Linked DNA regions of Arachis hypogaea: region 1 is linked to region 2. Evidence: chromatin contacts called from public Hi-C data. All regions are on one chromosome and are shown on one strand. Each heading gives the region's core, a stretch centred on a gene start, on an enhancer-like site or on the middle of the called end of the contact. The rest is flanking DNA. Distances are from core to core; before and after follow the strand shown.

The links. Hi-C and Micro-C count contacts between places; a contact is called where the count stands out from the background.
Region 1: a Hi-C map of leaf shows a contact between it and region 2, with 3 times the contacts expected there. The contact joins the enhancer-like site here to the promoter of LOC112722747 in region 2. A contact is called at or near these places in 2 of 8 Hi-C or Micro-C datasets (both in leaf).

Annotation. Positions count from the first base shown.
Region 1 is chr11:134,865,725-134,868,943 of arahy.Tifrunner.gnm2.J5K5, forward strand. No RefSeq gene overlaps it. Among protein-coding and RNA genes, the nearest start is that of LOC112721870, 5.7 kb to the right of the region's middle. Within about 2 kb of position 1,492, at least 3 of the 3 cell types and tissues checked have open chromatin away from gene starts, as enhancers often do.
Region 2 is chr11:134,764,992-134,768,370 of arahy.Tifrunner.gnm2.J5K5, forward strand. LOC112722747 (cullin-associated NEDD8-dissociated protein 1) reads right to left here and starts at 2,000. Exons shown (of 29, transcript XM_025773879.3): 1 at 1,759-2,000; 2 at 1,464-1,552; 3 at 1,182-1,351; 4 at 533-743. The coding sequence starts at 1,499.

The DNA of each region.
Region 1 (3,219 bases), core at 242-2,741, 100 kb after region 2:
CAACTCATTCGTTCTATTTTCTTCTTCATATAATGTAATATAAATTGATATATAAGTATACGTGTCACGCATATATATATATGCGTGTGCCTGCGTGCTTATGAGAACGTACAGCAGTTTGATTTGCAGGTATATGTAGTACGTAGTAGTAGTATAGTTGCAATAAATTGAATACAAAGAATCCAATTCCCCATGAAACCAAAATGAATGAGTGAATATGCATGGATGAATGAGCCATATAGCTAGCCCATAGCGCATAGGCCATAGGTGATGATGATACGAGGATGAGAGTAGTAAAAAGTGTTTCCCATAAATGGGAAGCCCATGCAATCATTTACTTAAAGCCACTCTGAAATGGCCATGGCCATATCCATATGGCTGGAGGACATATATGTTAGATATTGGACTAAGGAACCCTACCTCTCGTGCCAGCAATTAATTTTTTCATGTTTATGGGTTTAATGCATGCCTGCTACTTCCTTTATTTTCCCTTCAATTTGTAACTCATATATATAGCGGGTAAATATACATACTACTATATATCATGCGCGGATCGGAGCCAAGACCGTTGCAACTTGCAACATATATATTATGTTAATGCATGGCAGTGACAATGTATAATTTATTTAATTTGAAGTGCATACATTAATTAACAAAATAATAAAAAAAAAAAAGTTGCCTCTAATCTATCGCATTCTGTCACCCTGCTCACCACCACAGTGCTTTTCTGTTTGGTAGCTCAGAGTCCATCACTTTCGATCTCTATATATTGATAAATATTTGGTCCGAATAGTGAACATACATCTTTCTATGAAGTTAGTCTTATGATCTGATGGCTCCTTACTCGTCCTTTAATGATTTAGCTAGTTAATATTATTCATCTTAAAAGAAATGGAAGAGGATGCACATAGCCACATATTAACTTGGTCAGAAATCTTAGCGATAGAAATGTTTATGATTTGAGGTTGGTTGTCTATGACTATTTTTTTAATTCTCCGTGGTATCGTTCGTCCCCGTAGACAAATGACTAATTTATTATAGATTTTAGTTTTATTAAAAAATTTGTTGTTTGTCAATAAATTATTTAGACCAATCGAAATTAGTTGTTGTCCATGACTATGGATGACTATTTTTTTTTTGGTTTACCCAAACGGTATCCCCCAACCCGACAGGTTGAAGACTAATCCGTCGCGAATCTGAGCTCCATTTAAGGGTCTGTCGCTGGCCAATGAGTTGCTGCATGCACAAGGCGGGGTTCGAACTCCCGACACTTGCTTAAGCGGACGAGTGAGCTGACCACTCGACCAACCCAAGTTGGTTGACTATGGATGACTATGACTATGCTGAAAATATACATTGCCACAAATTTTTTTTTTGTCATGCCACAATTTATCTTGTTTTGATGTTTTTGTATTCCAGCAGGGGCAAAGGCCCATTTCTCTTAATCTTGCAGGCAAGCATGACATCGGTTTAGGTTGGGCTTAGTCTTTTGTTGGGCTTTTGTTTCTTTTACGTATTATTCATCATTAGTGGTACCGGACCAGGATGATTTATGGTTAGTCAAGAATGTGTTGGGCCTCAGCCCAGTTTTCAATAACAGTCCGAAAAATAAAATTCTGTACAAAATATTAAGAAATGAACGAGAGGTCTTAAGTTCAAGTTTCATGTAATGCAAACTTGATAAAAAAGTAAATTTTATGTGTATGTGTGGGTGTAGTGTGTGTAACCTAAAATTAAAAGTTGTTCAATCCATCTACCAAAAAATAAAAAAGAAACGAAGGAAATTTAAAAATATATTTTTTATTTATATTTACTAATATTATAATTTTAAATAATATCTTTAAAATTAGAGTTAAGTACTGTTTTTGTCCTTAAGGTCTGAGGCCAAAACCAAAATCGTCTCTAACCTTTTTTTGTTATTAAAATCATCCTCAACATTACAAAACGTTATAAAATCGTCATTTTCTACTTTAATTTTATTTTTTTACCAAATTACCCTTAATAATTAATATAAATGATAAAAATAATATTAAAAAATAAAAACCAACCATTTCCCCTCCCCTCCCCTCTCCCAACCTGCACCCCCACTCCCTATCTCTTCTCTTTCTTCTCTCCCCATTCCCTTCATCGGATGAGACGTCTCTCCAGCATAAAACACATAACTCTCCTTTCCCAATTCAATGTAGCTACAGCTATACCCAGGTTGTTTCTTAACTTCCACTACCATCATCATCTTCCTCACCTTTGAAACATTTTTTCACATATCAGCCCCAGCATAAACATTAGATAACAATATATAGGAGGAAGACTCTTCAGGTTTTAAGCTCAATAGATGATTAGCAATCCTAATCGCCATCTTGGCATTACCATGGTGCTTACAAGCACTCGGTAAAGCAGCCCAAGTAGGTTCATCAGGGGTAAATCAATCCAACGATCCTTGCCAACCAAACCAGCGTGACTACAGGCCTAAATCAATCCAACAAATGTCACCTCACTCGGTTTAACATCAGTCGAAACCATGCTGTCACGGAGCCCATGTTTCCTCAGCTCTTTCATGCTGCGCACTGCCGACAATAATGGAAGTTCAAGAAACCACATCTTTCCTCCACATCCCAAAGAACACACCCTTGGCCGCATCAAGGTCGCTACACTTGGCATACATATTCATAAGCTTTGAGGGATTGGAAAAGGGAGAGGGGTTATGAGGAAGGGGATGGGGAGAGAAGAAAGGGAAGAGATTACGGAGTGGGGGTATAGGTGGAGGGGGGAGGATTTATTTTTATTTTTTAATATTATTTTTATTATTTATATTAATTATTAAGGATAATTTGGTAAAAAAAATAAAATTAAGGTAGAAAATGACGATTTTATAATATTTTGTAACGTTGAGGATGATTTTAATAACAAAAAAATGTCGGGGACGATTTTGATTTTGGCCTCAAACCTTAGAGACGAAAACAATACTTAACCCTTAAAATTACTTATTCCCGCTGTTTTACCATAATTTCCTTATCATTTCTTAAATAAGATTTTTTATTAAAAGATAAAAAATAAAAATCAGTTTAACAAAAATCATGAGGCATAGTTTCATCTAGAATAAATGACCATTTGTACTCATAAAGCTGACATATGTATCCATGATAGATCGAAATTGATCTTGTATCCACGAGAGTTGCCCTCCGTGTGACAAAAATATCCTATTTTGGTTAAGTGCTTGCT
Region 2 (3,379 bases), core at 750-3,249:
CATAAACCTTGGAAGTTGCAGGGCTAAAAATATAAACTGAAAAAACAACCCAAAGTTGCCCGTAGCTATATATAATAATAAGGGAGGAGGAAAAAAGTCACATGACATTTTTCAAAAATAAAATGAATCTATGAGAAATAAAATTTCTGACATCATAAATAGAAGCAAAGAAAAACGGAGTGTTACTTAGCCACAGTATTAAGGATGTGCAAATAAATATCGATTGAAACACTTAGGTCTAAATATTAAAAAATGAAATGGCTGCTTCATAAGTACGAAAAATCAAATAAAATATATTTAAATATCTTTTATGTCTTAAACAACTATTGCCTAATAGGTACATATCAGATCAGATCAGAAGAAACTGATAATATAAACATAAAATCATCTACAAATAGAAAATATCAACTCAGAGAGGCCTGAAGACCAAAAAAAGGTGGAACTTAATGAATGTGCCATTGGCCTCACGGATACAGATGAGTTATTATTAAAATTGAAGGAACAGAGGTTTTAAGTATAACTAAGAACATACTGAGCCAGTAATTCCTTTTATCAGTTGTGGTGAGAGAGAATGAAGAATAGACTGGGCAAGAGACTGAGTAGAAACTTCAGCAACAATTGTTTTCAAAGCTATGCTGGCAATATCACGATGCTGATCCTTCCCATTTAGCAATTTATCACAGAGTTTTTCGGTCATTTCCACAACCCTTGCCTCACTCACCTTCCTCACTAATGGAGCAAGACTGCAAATCTTTTATCAAGTTAGATTCATAAATATAATATTTAATACATTTCTGAAAAGTATCAAACTTTATCATTTATTTTTTATTTTCTCATTGTAACTTGAGCTCCCTACAACGAAGACCCTTGAACAAATAATTTTCTGCAACACTTGCGTTTGTAAAAACAACGGGGATTAACAAGCTGACTTTTCATTATAAGTTATTAAAAGTGTAGGCATGATTTTAGCTTCTGTAATAATAATAATAGTAACAACACAGAAAAAGAGAATAGCAGAATGAGCAAAAAAATCCTACAAAATCTTTTAAATTATACTTAACTAACCTTCGAAAACAGTGGCATAAATCCATAACTGACGGTAGAAGACGAAATAACACTATTTGAAACATACATGCAAAGCAAAACTAAAATATACAAGTGAGCATAGAGAATTGCTGTACCATTTGACAGCCAGCCCAGAAACATCACCAGCTGCATCATCAAGCTGTTGTATGATGATATTTGTCAACTTCATCTCTAGATCAGTATCAGCCTTAAATGATGATTTCTGCAACTCATTAAGCAAATCAGACGTGGCCATATATCTATAGTCCTTATCCTTTCCAGTCATCTACAAGAAACAATTCAGAAAAAACCGAAAAGGAATCAATTAACATAAATAACTATATATAATGGCACCCATACTCTCAAGCTCATTCCAAAAAGGACAGAAAACTATGTACCTTCTCTAGTATGCCAGTTAGAGTTAAATTAGCCATGTTGCCAGCACTGTGTGAATGTGTAATGCCAAGTCTCACAAAACAGCTGCAATCTGAGAAGGTGCGAAAACTGGATTTAGAAATACGTCGGATGAGTGTGACAATAAGTTGAAAGCATAAAGGAACGATTCTCCTAAATTCTAAAGAACATGGAATGCTTAAATGCTAACGACAGGGGTGGGATGCAGGAGTGAGCAGAGGCCATAGCGAGCGAAGAACAAAGAGATTTTGGTAGAGAGATAGAGAAAGAAAACAGAACCTGAAAAGCAAAAAAGGGATGAAACCCTAAACAAAGCAAAGCAAGGAAAGTGCGAGCTGAGAATCCGGCACCGGCGAGGCAGAGAGAATGGAGAAAAAGGCGATGCGATTGCGATGGATCAGAATGGGAAACGGATTGGATTCAGGTCTTGTTTCACTCCGATTGGGCTGCACTCAACACTCCTCGCTACCCAGCTCTCACTCACACCACACTCTTCTACCTTTAAACCCTATTCATTTCATTTTTTATATATTACTACTTTTTTTTTTTAGATAGACTAAAGATTTGTTTGGATGAGTTTTTAAAAAAATATTTTTTTAAGTTATTTTTTTTTAAATTTTTATAAAAAAGTAAAATTAGAAGTAATTTTATGTTTAGATATTTTATATAAAAATATTTTTTATTTATTAATTATGTTTAGATATAATAATATAAAAGTATTTTTTATTTATTTATTATGTAAAAAATATTTTTTTAAAAAATATTAAAAAAAAATATGTAAATTATAATTTTTTAAAAAAATTATTTTTTTATTTTTTAATAATTTTATTTTTAGTTTTACTACTAAAAATTTGTCAAATACACTAAAAATAAAAAAAATATTTTTCATTAAAAAATCTTTTTATTAAAATAATAGTATCCAAATAAATACTAATTTATTTTATAAATATTTTCTAAATAGATTAATTAAATTTCATACAGTCAACAAAAAAAATTAAATTCTCTAGAAAACCACAATTAGTAAAATGATAAAGTTATATCAATCATTAGTAAATTCATAACTTTTACCATATATAAAATTATTATTTTTACTTAAAAATAATTAATTTTTTATTTTATTATTTTATCAATTTTGTTTTTTTATTTTAGAGGAGTTTAATTTAAGAAAACAAAATTCACACACACATATATATAAATATAACTATTTATATTTTTATTGTGTATTATTTATTTATTTCGTTGTCAAGTAATCATGGTAAATAAGATAGATGTATTGGATAATGATAAAAAGAAAATTGAACGCTATAGATATATTTCTAAATAAGATAAGAATATTGGACAACTAAAATAAAATGTTTGTAGTATAATTTTGATATATTTAAAAGATAAAATCATGTGAAAAAAAAATTAATAGAATTTATTATGATTTCTATTTTTTAATTGTATTCAAAATATTATAATTTTTATTTTGTTGATTTTAATTTATTTTCAGTTTAATCTGTTTCAAACTATTATTATTGAAGTTGAATTGATTTATAACCATTTAAATTTTAAATTTTATAATTTAAAAATTTGTGATTATTTTTTTCCAAAATCAAATTAGGATTTTTTTTGTTTAAATGAAATAAATATAAAATTTACAAAAATACATCAAGTACAACATAATTACATAAATACACAATTGGCCACATCTCGAATAATGAGGGGTTCCAAAAATTGAACAAATCTCAGGTGCTAACAATCTGTGTCATAAAGGTGTCAGAGATAGATGCAAAAAATTAGGGGTGGCAAAACGGGTTCCGTTGGGTCGAGCTAGTATTTAGAACCCGCCAAATTAAAAAAATTCGCCAAATCTGCACCGCTAAATTGGCGGGTTTTTGCGGGACGGAATGGTCCGCCG